Regions from separate parts of the Mus musculus genome. Here region 1 is linked to region 2. The links are chromatin contacts, called in public promoter capture Hi-C maps. All regions are on one chromosome and are shown on one strand. The core of a region is the stretch at or near the end of the contact, and the rest is flanking DNA. Distances in the headings are between cores, read along the strand shown.

What was found. Promoter capture Hi-C pulls out the DNA fragments that hold promoters and counts their contacts.
Region 1: a promoter capture Hi-C map of pre-B cells shows a contact between it and region 2. The contact joins the promoter of Fgd1 here to the promoter of Apex2 in region 2. A contact is called at or near these places in 10 of 39 promoter capture datasets (the 3T3-L1 cell line, cranial neural crest, embryonic stem cells and 6 more), 4 of 484 Hi-C or Micro-C datasets (cardiomyocytes, embryonic stem cells and uterus), 1 of 115 datasets of contacts at active chromatin or transcription factors (astrocytes) and 1 of 9 other capture datasets (adipose tissue).

What each region holds. Positions count from the first base shown.
Region 1 is chrX:151,045,417-151,052,216 of GRCm38.p6, forward strand. It overlaps Fgd1 (FYVE, RhoGEF and PH domain containing 1), which reads left to right and starts at 1,754. Exons shown (of 18, transcript NM_008001.4): 1 at 1,754-2,565. The coding sequence starts at 2,259. Gm46690 (a long non-coding RNA gene) reads right to left here and starts at 676. Exons shown (of 2, transcript XR_001782846.2): 1 at 1-676.
Region 2 is chrX:150,584,743-150,591,524 of GRCm38.p6, forward strand. Apex2 (apurinic/apyrimidinic endonuclease 2) reads right to left here and starts at 3,413. Exons shown (of 6, transcript NM_029943.2): 1 at 3,181-3,413; 2 at 2,301-2,384; 3 at 1,123-1,303; 4 at 459-605. The coding sequence starts at 3,334. It also overlaps a transcript of Pfkfb1 not described here.

The sequences.
Region 1 (6,800 bases), core at 504-3,003, 460 kb after region 2:
GGGAGGTGTAGAAGAGAGAGAGAGAGAAAAGAGCCAGGGTATAGCTTAGATCTCTACTTTGACCAAGATCCTTCACTTAGGTAAGGTACAGCTCATTGAGAGAGGATTTCTTGAGTTGGGAAAGAACAGAGATTCTAGGTTTCTCTAGGATTTTCAAACAATGTTGTTTTCTAACCAGCTGAATGTCTGGGCCAGGAAAAATGTTTTGATTTGAAGTATTTTAGAGTAACTATCAAAGAAGTAATAATTGAAGCCATAGAAGCAAATGAGATATTGAGGGAAAGACCAGAGAGAGTGCGTGGGAAGACAGAGCTCAGGCCAAAGCTCCCAAGAACACTACTAAGACGAGGAGGAAACTGAAAAGGAAAAAGGAGAAAAATAAGCATGATATGTCATAGGGAAGCAATTTCAGGAGAAGGGAGAGGTCACTGGTGCTACCTGAATGCTAGCAAGTCCAAGTAGGATGACCTCTAAAGAGATTCTTTTCGGTTTAGTAACGTAAGCTATGGAAGACCTTGATAAGAAAAATAGCTTGGAAGAAGTAGTAGAGGTGAGTTGTAGCAGGGTTAAAGATAAGTGGGAGGTAGGAAATGGGACACTTGACTATGAGCAAGTCTTGAGTCATCTGTAAAAAGAGAAGAGAGATAACTTTTGGTGCTTGTTTTTTTAGATGGGAGAAGATACCTGACTGTTTAAAGCCCAGAGCGAAGGGACTCGGAACGAACTCAGAGGTCTGTTGCTAAGAATTCCAGACCTTTCTTCTGGCGTCTTCTGTTCACTCCATGTAAGTAGGACATGGGCTTATCAGCTAAGTACCGTGGGACGGAGTTGGGGGCACAAATCAAGATCTTGGGGAGACTAGATTTGATATGGCCACCATGGATGAGAGTTATCTAGGCAATGGGGGTGAAACAGAAAAGAAAGTTGACTACTAGTAGGGTGTCGGGTCAGTTCTGAGGGACTTGTAGAAGCTGGGAAATGAGGGTTTATCATGACACAAATGTGGAAAATTGTAGTGTTACCCAGTAGTGTTCAGCTGCCTGGGCACAAGCATGGAAAAAAAGGCAAACAGTTGGACTGGTTCAGTTTTGGGTTGCTGCCAGCCGGGTAACGGACAAAACAAGGGACCGCGACAAAAAGAGTGGAAAAGTAAAGGGCCATGAGATCTGGTCTGAGAAAATAAGTACTAAAGGATCGCTACGTGCCAAGCCTAGCTTAACTCTGGGACATGTGGAAAGGCTTCTGGGAAAGAGTGTGATGGGAGAGCGGAAGAAGGCATGAGATGCGACGGAAGGGTCGATTTCGGAAATTGGGCCCAGAGACTCGCCTCTGTGGGACCAAGGAAGGATGGGAAGGAAAGCTGAAGGGCCAGCAGAAGGAGGGCCTTAAGCTCCTAGCAGTTAGAGGTGAAACTGGCCCTAGCGAGGGGGCGTGGCCAAGCTCAAATCCCGACGAGGGGGCGGGGCTCCAATAACTGGGTCTCAGCGCCGCGGTGGCTGCGGCTGTCTCAGCAACGGCTCGCGCCTCCCCATCCCCCAGTTCCCAGGGCTCTTCCCGCCTGCCGCGGTGCAGACCCAGGACGAAGGCGGAGAAGCCCGGTCCAGCCCGGTCCTCCGCCCGCACGGCTGGAGCATCGTTCCGGAGGACTGCCCGAAGGCAAGCCTCGCAGCCGGAGAGCGCGGCGCACACGCGCGCCTCCCGGCCGCGGCCGTCCTCTCTTCCCTCCTTCCTCTCCTCTCCCCCTCCCCTCTCCTCCGCCCCCAGCCTCCGCTGCGGCGGGAGGAAGAACCCTTCCCGACTAGCCCAGAGAACCCAGGTCGATTCTCATTCCGGGAGAAAGAGACCCCCCTCGGTGGGATCCGGCTGGCCGCTCGCCCCCGGCTACGGAAGTGACTGGTCATCTATTAGGAGAGCTCGTGCCTAGCGCAGCCCCCGACCCTCGCCTAGCCGCAGCCGCATAGACAGCGCTCCCCAGCGGGCCCCCGGCCCCGCCGAGCCCACTCCCCGCTTGGGGCCAGGGCTGGCGATGCCTGGCGCGGCAACGGCGGTGGCCGCGGCTGCTGCTGCTGCTGCCGCCACGGCTGCTGGCCGGAGCCCGGGTCGGGGGCTCGAGTCTCCGCAGTGGGGCTGAGCCCGCAGCCCCGCCCCCCGAGCCTGAGGCCGCTGCTCCGCCGGGCGCCGGGCCTTCTCCGCCCGCGCCTCCGCCCCAGGAACTGGAGCCAAGCGGGGAGCCCGGGCCCCGCGCCCAGGCCCGGACCATGCATGGCCACCGAGTCCCGGGGGGCCCTGGGCCTTCGGATCCCGAACGCTCAGCGGCAAATACCCCCGGTGCCGCTCCGCTGGCCTGTGCCGACTCGGACCCTGGAGCCTTGGAACCCGGGCTGCCGGTGAGCAGGGGCTCAGGCACGGCTCTTGGAGGCCCTTTGGATCCTCAGTTTGTTGGACCCTCGGATGCCAGCCTGGGAGCGCCTCCAAGCTCCCGGGTCTTACCCTGCGGCCCTAGTCCTCAGCACCACCGGGCCCTGCGCTTCTCCTACCACCTGGAGGGCTCGCAGCCTCGGCCTGGTGAGTGATCCAGACAGCATGGGAACCTGGGCCACGGGCCTGGTACCGGGAACGGGTTCTTGTTCTAGGACTTGGAGCCGACATGCTCACCCTAGCCCCTTGGGTCCCCTCAACCCCTACCCCCACCTCCTGCAGTATTCGGTCCAGTCCTTTCAGCCTTTGCCCCTTGCTCTTATCTGTCCCTTGCGCCCTCAAGCCTTAAGACTCCTTTCTCTTCTAACTGTTGAGGCTAACAGGAGAGGAAGCACTCCAAGAAAAGGGGGCAGGATTTCAGGGCAGCAATGGGGATGTGGTTGGAATAGGAGAAAAGAAGTCTCCCATTAGCTAAGTGACTACATTTGTGCATGGCACTGAACTGGGTACTTTTACAAGGGTTTTTGTTTCAGCTTCAGGAGCCATCTGTGAAGTGGATATCATCAATTACATTTTTAGGGGTGCAGACTGAGGCTTTGAGAAGTAACTTGTCCAAGGTCACACTGTCATTATGGTGCCTGGATTTAAAAACAGATCAGAGTCCAAAATCTGTGGTCTTCCCGCTTCCCCAAACTGAAGCTGGAGAGTAATGCAAGCTTTCTCCTTATGTGATTTCCCCTTATACGACTCAGTAGCCCGAAAGTATGAGCAAAAGAGAGAGGGAGATGGTGGACTGATCCTAGATTGTGCTTCTGCTAGGTGTGTGTGGCCACAGGACAAGGGGAGGAAGAGGTAGGGGGTATTGATGAGAGAGAAAGGTGGAGCTGAGCCTGGAGGAAGGGGCTGAAGGCGCTGCTGGTACGAAGGAATAGGACAGAGAGGTCAGAAGGGAGAGCTGCTGGGCCAGGAGATTGTTTGGAAAAATCATCAGGATGGTTGCTTGGGTTTGCAGTGTGGTGGAACAACTCTAGGTCAGGCTGGGGCCACAGACCCCGATGGGCCTTTTCATAGTCCTGAGTATCTGAGCAGCCTAGCAGAGCCTCTAGGATATTCTCACGTGGGCCTGAGTCTGGGAGCCTTGAAGGAAGAACAGTGTATGGATCTGCCCTATCTTCACTGGGACTGAAGGAGGTGGTGAGCTTTTAGCAGCTTCCAGGGCTCATAGCTCACCTTCCACAGATCACTAGGACTGTGGCTCAGGACCAGGTAGTAGGAACAGTTGGTGAAGCATAAAACATGGGCAGAATACGCCTCTCTCTGCTGTCTCTTCTTTGGATAGTTATGGAACCTCTGGGAGATTTCAGGCGCTGCCCCCCCTCACCCCCTTGTGAACTGGAGATAGGCAGCTGACACTCTTTAATGCTCTGCCCTGCTTGTTGCTTCTGCTGGCTTCCCAAACTCCCCTGGACACATGCTACTCATACATACATACATACATACATACATACATACATACTTGATCTTAGCTCCTCCCTTCAAATCCCTAAACAGCCAGAGCTCTCCCACTGCAGTCTGCATTTGCTTTGCCTTCTGCCTGTTAGCTCTTCCCTCAGCCCTCCACCTGGCTTGCTCCTCATCTTTCTGGTCTCAGCTCAAATGTCCCCTCTGAGAGACCTTCCCTGACCACTTTAAGTAGGGCCTCTTGTGAATCTCCATCACAGCTGCCAGTGTGTGTCTATCCTTACATTTAATACAGTCTGAAAGTGCCCTCTTGTATGTGTCTACTTGTTTATTGCGGCTCATTTGCCACCAGAAAGTGAGCTCCTCGAGGGCGAGGGGGCTGAGTCTGTTTTGTTTTACCTTGTATACCTAAGGGACTGATGTAGTGCCTAACACGTGGCAGGTACTCAGTGTCTCGATGGATGGTAAGGGAACGCATAGTAGGCCCTCTGTAACTATTGCCTAAGAGGACTCCGAGCTCCCACCCAGCAAATACTCTTGGTCTGGGAGACAAAGCTAGGAAGGTCTTGACCCTTGGTCTCTGCCCTCTCTAGTCAACATAGGGTTGATAATGAGCAAGCTTTTCTACTCCACCAGTTCTTCCAAATTCCAAAGCAGAGTTCCCTTCCCAGACCATCCCCCTCTTCTCCTCAACCAATAGTGTTGTTTTCAGGATCCTGTCTCCCCCCCCCCCACCCCTGCCCCCAGCTAAGTCCTTGCCTCTGTAATGGCTTGAGTGGTATCTTTTAGTTTACACCCCTCCCCCCTTTTGTTTTTCAAAATAGGGTTTCTTTGTGTAGCCTTGGTGGTTCTGTAACTCAGAAATCCACCTGCCTCTTCCTCCCGAGTGCTGGAATTAAAGGCGTGCTCCACCACTGCTCCAGCTAGAGTCTTTTAATCAAAAGTAAAGATTGGGGGTAGAAAGGGAAAGACTTGGTCTCCCGTCTGGCCATTTCTCACTTACTGTGTGTCCCTGGATGAATGACTTCAGTTCTCTGTGCCTCAGTTCCCCTCGTCTAGAGAGTGATATCTAGGAATCCATCAGATTCTTTTTTGCAATGCTTTCAGCAATCAGGGACTTAAAAAATAAAATACGAGGAGAGAAAACCCTTCGAGAAAACCCTTCTGAAGAAGAGGCGGAGGAATTTCTCAAGTCCTGACAAGGCGGGCACTGGGCCATGTGATTCACAGTAGCATGGGCTGTGAGAGGCCCGCCTCCCCCTCTGCACAGCCAGCTCAGAGGTAGGCACAAGCAACTTGCTTCTCTCCATAGGACTTGCCTATAATTGGCTCAGAATGGGCAGAGGTGGTGGATGGAGGGAGAGCAAGAAAGAGGGAGAGACAGACAGAAAGTCGAGCTTCAGTTAAAGGGTTAGAAACATTTTAGTCCACCTGCTAAGATATTCGTGTGTCTGCTGACTTTCTCCTTCAGACTTTTATTGAATCACCAGCCTTACGTCCCAGTGGTGCATCCCAGAGCAGCAGGGGGTGGTGGTGTGAAAATAATAATTATATCTTATCCATGTGAAGAGCTCTGAATTACCTCCCCTGGCCCTTTCTTTTTGTTATTCTGTCTAGTACCTGGTGGAGAGTGTTATGTTCGTCTTCTAGGCTGATAAAGGCCAACCAAGGCTTCCTTGGACCACTGGGATAACCCGGTGAGATACTCCTGTCCCTAACACTTGGACAGGGTTAGCAGAGGGCTTCCAAGTGTAGGTTTATGGGTAGGGTTTTGGGAGAATCCTACTGTAGTCCTCAAGACTGAGGCCTAGAATGCTTTCTCACATGTTGTGGAGTTGGTGAAAGCTTGGCCTAACCCTAGCTCAGCCAAAGGAGTTGGACTTGATGTCAGGGCCATTTTGTTGGGGAGATGAGAGAAACAGCCAATGTAAGTAGTGGAAGGGTTGCTTCTTTCTTACTTGGTTACATCTTAAGAGACTCAAAGATTTAAGCTTAAGCTAAAGAGTCCTTAGACACCGGCTGCTTCTGGGTTTTCTAGCCTTAGTGAGCATCAGAATCCTTTGTTGACCTTGAAGAATAAATGTCAGTCTCAAACTCCAACTCGAGATCCAGAGCCTCGGAGTTACAACCCGAGAATCTGGTTTCAAAGAACAAGTCCCAGACAAGGGACAGGTGTGACACACCTTTAATGCCAGGCAGAGGCAAGAGGGTATCTTGAGTTCCAGGCCAGCCAGGGCTATATAGTGAGAGCCTTTCCCAACATCAGGGATTCCCAGATGATGTTGATGCATGGCCTAGGGGAGAAGCCAGGCCTGTTTTTTCCAGTTGAGTCAATGGAGACCCAGAGACAATGATTCAGCCAAATTTCTATAGTGAGTGAACACTGGTCTCCCCCTCCAAAGTCTTCTTCCCAGAATCATATATGAATCTCCCTCAACTCAACTTTTAGTTCAGAAGAGAAGCATGGGATATAAGAAAGCAAGTTAACCCCTTGCCCCCACCTCTAACTGGATGCCTCAGTTTACCTTTCTCCCTTGCTTTTGTGAATGGCTGTTATTTGACTATTTTAAGTTGGAAGGCAGTTGGAATAATGGAACTCCAGGCATGGGAAATCTGGTATCAGCATTTCTCAATGCAAGGCCCCCATCCCATCCCAAGTGACTGGATTTAGAAGTATGTCAACTAAGACTTAAGACCTAGAGAACATGGAGGTCAGTCCAGCTAGAAGGTCTGGTGTCAGCAAAGACTCGCAAACACTGCTTAGGGGCCTAGTATTGGGAAGGGTGGAAAAATAAGGCTAGCAAATAGACTTTGTCCTGAAGGCAAACAGGAACCATCAAGGGCTCATTCACAGGGGAATGATGTACTTAAGTGCTAGAGTTTCAGAGCTCTCTTAGGTGCTTATGGAGAATGGGTGGAAG
Region 2 (6,782 bases), core at 2,163-4,662:
CTCTACCTAATGCCATCCTTCTCACCCTTCAAATACCAGCTCAGATACCACTTCCTGGAAGAAGTCCCCCTTGATTACCCTAACCTACTCCCACTTTCCTGTCTATCCTTGGAACTAGGCATTTACTACCATCACCTTATCTTATCCTCAAAGATCTTCTACAGGGAAGGGATTCACACAGGCATTTGACAAAAGACTGTTAACAGAGAGCCTTTGAGGTTACCAGTAAGGGAAGAGACAGAATGAGTGGCCAGAGTACAAGGCTCAGAGTTCATGTCACTTTACTCTGTCCTTCCAGTTCTTAGGACAACAAGGGCTGTCAGTTCAGCATGACAGTATTTGATGCTAGAGTAGAAAGGACCTCAAAGACAAAATTTTATGTCCTATCATAGAGCATGGCACAGGCCAACCACCAAGATGTGTTCAACCAAACCTGGCTGTCTAGATTGACAATATACCTGCCAGCTGCCAGGAGCGCTTCTGCTCGCATCTGGAGCAGGCGATAGAAGCGCATCTTGAAGGTCAGCCGCTCAGGCTTCCCAGGATCCGCGTGAGGGCAGTACACATTGATCAGGGTCAAAGTCTTCTCCTTCCCTTCCAATGTGCTGGGAGAAAAGAGCCCCACAGAAGAGGTCAGTTTCAAGTCTCCCCTTCATATCCACCCACCATGCAGATTCTAGTTAATGGTTATCCATGGGATGAACAAAAAACGGTTAGGAGAAATAAATGAGCAAGTCTTGGGGGGATGGACTTTGGATAAGGCAAGGAGGGCATAATACCCAGGTAAACTGGGTATAATGCAGCCATTTATGACTATAAGATACCTAGAAAGAAACCAACTTAGGATGATGAGTTCTGTGCTGGCTAAGCTATTTTTGAGGAGCCCATGGTAATTAAAAAGCTATTCTTTCAGGCCAGTCTCCCTCTGTAGAGAGGGGAACACAAGGCTCAGAAGGAAGCATGAATTTTCCAAGATCACTCAGCCCAGCCTGGACTAAAATACAGGAAGGCAAGTTTGGGAACATTTTTATAGCAACTGAATACCTATAGAATGGGCCTTATATTCTAGACACAAGGACTAGAACCAGTGATGGCCTGTAAGAGGAGGATATGGACTATTACCGGATCTTGTGCTGTGTAAGGAGGGCCCGGCCCTCACTATCCAGAACCCGGAGTTCCTCTTGCGTGAACTCATCCATGTTTCCATAGCAACCAATATCTCCATTCAGGGTGGCAAACACACCACTCAGGCCTTCTTCAGCAGCTACTGGGGTAGCACTGTCCTTACAGAAGGTAGCCACACCTGGGGACGGACAAGAGCATTCTGAACGGGGTCAGCAGCCAATATATCATTGTACAGCCTATCCCACTCCAAGTGTATCCATATAAGGAACAGCTTTGGTTATCTTTGTCAAATTTAACTGTTTCAAAAATGTAAGGACAGCCAGGCGTGGTGGCACACGCCTTTAATCCTAGCACTTGGGAGGCAGAGGCAGGCGAATTTCTGAGTTCGAGGCCAGACTGGTCTACAAAGTGAGTTCCAGGACAGCCAGGGCTATACAGAGAAACCCTGTCTCGAAAAATCAAAAAAAAAAAAAAAAAAAGTAAGGACAATCCTCCTAACTCAGGGGCCATACATGGCTCTGTAGCGTCTTAAAGCATCTGAGGCCTCAGTTTCCTCTTAAAAAGCCACAGAATAGGGCAGTGGTGGCGCACGTCTTTAATCCCAGCACTTGGGAGGCAGAAGCAGGTGGATTTCTGAGTTTGAGGCCAGCCTGGTCTACAAAGTGAGTTCCTGTCTCGAAAACAAAAAACAAAACCAAAAAAAAAAAGCCACAGAATAATGTTATATTTTACAAGAACAATAATAATGTATTTTACACATACATAGCAAATGCTGATGAAAAATTAGCTATCATTATTACCTCATGCAAGACTATGTCTAAACCCTTGTGAGAGCCTAGAAAATAACCATTATCCTTATTTTCTCAGTGAAAAACCTGAAACACAAAGGTAAAGTAACTTGTCAGAAAACACAGAGAGGATGTGAGCCAGGACTTGAACCCTGGCAGTTAAGGTCCAGTGCTTATACAGTTAACTCAGAAGAAGTACATTACTATACTTCTGAGGGACAAAAGGAAACTTCGGTGCATAAATATGAGGTTTCATATGACCTAAAATTAGCAGCATTTGCTTTGGAAATGAAAAGTCAAAATATGTTACCTTCTTATTAAATACCAAAACACTCCTTTTCTCCATCACCAATGCTAACATAAATACCCCCAGAAGACCTCATTTACCAGAATAGCCACTACGGCTGCGGCTGAAGCTGAAATAGGAGTTATAACCCTCAACAATAGCCAGGGGCTCTGTCAGTACATCTCCTAAAAAAAAAAAAAAGAAAAAAAAGTAAATATAAAGTCAGAGGTAAATTAGCACCATGGACCCATGAAAGACTGGAATTACAGTTATAGGTTAGCATACATCAGAGCTGTAATTGAGGGTCAGGAGAAGTGTTTATGTTGACAGGAGCTAGAGAGATGGGAAAGTCAGGAAAGAAAATTATATTCAAATTAGATAGGGAAGCAGAGGAGGGCAAATCAGAGCTAAGTCTTGTGATTTAGATTAAAGTACTCACAGATGCTGGCAGTGGAGATTGGGGACCTGAAGGGTGGGAGGTAGGAGAGGGAATTAGGGAATTCGAGCTGGGAATTATGGGAGAAGAAATTAGGTCTAAATTTGAGGTAAGATATCAAAGAGGAATGAATCTAGGGCCTTGAGGTGGAGAGAAAAGAGGAATTGGAGATATGGGAAGGAGAAATTAAGAGTCTGAGCTAAAGGCAGAGATTAGGTGGGGATTAAGGACTGAGGTGGGGGCAGGGATGGAAAACTGAGGTGTTTGGCTTAGAAGAATGAAAGGAGAAAATTCAAGGCCCAGAGTTCGGGCTATAGAATGAGTGGGAATCTGTGTATGAGGGTTTCAACGGGGAAAGCAGGCCAGGAGTCGGAATTAGGGGTTCTAGCTGGGGTGGGGTTGTTTAGAAAGAAAAGGATCAGGCCTTTCAGATGGGTATAAGGGCAGGATTCTAAGTATAGGAAAACGAAACGCGAAATGAGACAGAACAAAGGTTAGCATCAAAAGGAAAACACCGTAGAGATCTTGGATTCTCGAATGCTCACTGGTCACTTTGGTCTCCTGGAGACAGACAATATCAGCATCCAGCTCGTCCAAAACGCGTCGCAAGGCCGTGGGACAGCTGCTGGGTTCCTGGCATGCAAGGCCTTGCAGGGGACTCCGGATCCCATTGATGTTCCAGCTTACCACGCGCAGCATTTTGGTAAACGGTACAGTTTCCCAAAGGAAGCTTAGGCGGGCAAATGCATTGCTGCCCGGAAGTGAGCTGGCTCCCCGCCTTCCTCTCGCGTTTCCACCGGGCGTTCTCACCTTCCCCTCCGCCCCCTCCGACGGCAGGACGCAAGCAGGGCGGGACTTCGAGTTCAGTTCTCTTAGGCGGGAGACGGAACTAAGGTGGAGGCTGTAGGAAAACCGGGCTTGATCAAACGAGCCTGTCACCCCAGTACTCAGGAAGCTGAGGCAGGGTCAGTAATGAATTCAAGGCCAGCCTGGGCTACATAGCAAGACCCAGACCAAAACCTGGGAAGAGTAACTGGTGAGAGGCGCGTCTCTGGTTGGGCTCCTTCTCTTCTGGCCGCATGCTGGCCTGGACGCCCGAATCTGACTGCTCTTCTCTACTACAAAAGTACCCCCTGATGCGCCAGGTTACTGACAAATGGGATTTTGTCCCTTTGTCAAGGGGCAGGCCTCTGGGGAAACAAGCTGAGCCAACGCCCTACCCGGATCGAGACAGGACTCTGGCTTTAGTGAGCGGCCCCTGGCGGTGGCTGAGGGGCTTCTGCAGACCCTGGAGTCCTTTTGGGCAGTGGCGAAGGGAACTTTCTCCGTTAAGCAATTAAGAACCTAGCTAGCCTCCGTTTTAATGGAGTCTGGAGGAAGGAGACTGCCTCAAATCCTCCCTGTATAGCCATGTTTGTCTTGACTCTCAAAGCATAAGACAGACTTGCATTTGGCTCCATTTCTCAGATGAGCAAAATCGAGGCCTAGACCATTTAAGCTCCAGAATAGTATCATTTCCCGATGCAGTTATGGTTTTCCTGTCTATACCGTGTCCTTTCATTCTTAGGATAATCCAGGAAGAGGCACTGAAGCTAAGTAGAAGTTGAATAAATTCGTCTCAGCCTCACAGAAGTGGTAGAGCCAAGATTTAAACCCTTCTTAATCAGGTAAACAATTGATTTTTTTTTTGTCCACACACCTCTGTGTTTACGTCTTTTCCTGTGGGCACCACTGCACTTTATGGTCCATGGCACAGTATTTACCACAGTGCACAACCCCCATTGATTTCCGTTGTCACTAGACTGCCAGCAGCCTGAATGCAGTGGCCATCTCTGACCCACCTTATATGATAACGGAATAAATATTTAGCAAATGGATGAATAAGCAGGGCAGTAGGGATGAGTTCTCGACTTATTTTTTTGTGACCACAGAAACAGAATTAACAGGAATCGCCCTATTTCCAGGAAAACTATAACTTTGCATCCTAAGGGTTTTTTTTTTTTCCACTGAAAATTGCTACAAAGTTATTCCCATTCGAATGCACACACCCTCAGAATTTCACAGCCTTTGAGCCATCGTCTTCATGGCTATACAGAGCCACAGTAGGCTGCCCCTCCCCCACCCCACCCCCATCGGACTTAAAGGTCACTAGTTACTGCTATCAGAAAAACAGCTCTGTAATTCAAATTCTGTGCCTTGAGCTTTTCCATGCTTTGGGAGTTACTGACTAAAGATCAAATCCCAGGAGTGGGTTAATTAGGACAAGGGAAATGAACATTTTTCTTCATGTCACCAGTTGCTTTCAAGCAAGGGATTTTGCCCATACTGCACTAAAGGCAGATAAATATAAAGCTTTGTCCCAAAGAAATCCAGATCTTGCTCACCTCAATAGCTGGTTTTCATTTCTCCATTCTCCAGTGGCTTGTTAATATTAGTACTGACCTTTGGGGCACGGTGAACAACACATGGTTGGACTGAAGAGAAAAGTCTCTGGGTGGCTCAGGAACTTCTTTGGCAAGTACAGCAGCTAATATTTCAACACTGCACACACCCCTTAACAAGGGTGCTTCCTCAGCCTTCCCAGGAACCAACGGATGTCTCCCGGTTTCCTATTTGATGCCACCCACCGGACCTGCTTTGGGGGTCTGTAAATGCAAGAGAGCCATTGGATAATTAGCGATGGAAGAAAAAGCCTCTAAGAGAGCAGGTAGGTGAGCATAAAGGAAAAGTAGACAGGTCTTTTACAGGTCAAAATCCTTGCTTCAGGCTCCTTGGAAGATTTTTCTCTGCATAGGAATTTGGTTTAGCTACTTCAAAGGGGATGGGAGAGTTGGGGAATGATGATATGCATATGTAATTCAACTGTCGACATTTTATTTTTAATTACTTATTTTATTTATTTGCATTCCAAATGTTGCCCTCTCCTTACTATCAGTATTTTAAAATCCTCTTGTACTTGACTCTTTAGGACGCTAGCCTAAAAGACCAATCCCTTACTATCTTTGAAATTCCAATTTTTGTTTGATTTGATTTGATTGTAATTTTGGAAAATGAGTCTAACTGTGCTTCCCATGGGGGCCTGAAACTCTCTGTAGCCCAGACTGGCCGTGATTGTGTGATCCTCCCAGCCTAGCTTCTACGTCCGTAGTCTGTGTATATTTTTAAATTAAATGCACAATAGAAAGTGTATCTCTGACCGCGCCTCTAGTGTATTAAGTTGGGTTAATTTGCTATGAAACTTTGACAAGTTCTTTAGTTTCTCTGGGTGTCAAAGTGAAATAGAAATGAAAGCCCCTAGCCTACTTCCCACAGAGGACTAGCTTGATGATCAAGAAAGTGTAAAAGGCAGAATCCAGAGTTCTTTTGCTTCAGGGCTTTCATGCTGTGTATGAGATTCATGCTCTTGGCTTTTATGTGACACCCACAGGTACTACCACCCACAACCCTCTACGTGCTCTCCTTCCTGACTGACTATGGTCAATGGAGAACCACTCCTAAGACGAGAATGCAGTGAGCTTTTTGGAGCAGACATGAGTCTGAAAACAGTGGCATAATGGGACCAGGGCATTATGAGATCGCTGAGAACAAAGGGATTCTAGGCTGCTGTCACAGAAGTCCTGATATGTGCTCATGCATGAATCTAGCCTATAAGCTTGTAATGATCCACCAGCCTTCTAGCCTATAACAAGTACATTCACAACCACACATTTCAAGACTTACCAATAAGGAAAGACCATTTATGACTTTATTGCCCATCTGTATTATCTTGATGCTTTAAATGAGTTTCCTCTCCACACTGTACATGGAGGTGGGAGCAGGCTCCATGGCTCTGCAAACATCACGCTGCATAGTTTTCTTCCCTGGAGATAGTTCTGCTTTATGGTTCAGCTTTTAGCCTTCCGTGTGAATCTGATGCTGAGTGAACTCTGTGTCTACAACCAATATATCAAACCTTCTTAGAGTTTCATAATTTTATCCTGTTCCATCCTAAAGTTTTAAGATTTTTTTTTAGATGCCATTCTTTACCTCAGACAAACCAGCTTCCCCATCCACTTCCCTGAAAGCTGTTATAATAGCTACTATGTTGAACTGGGATTTCTTGCCGCCATGTTTCTCTCTACAGCAGAGAGATGTAGATTGTGAACAT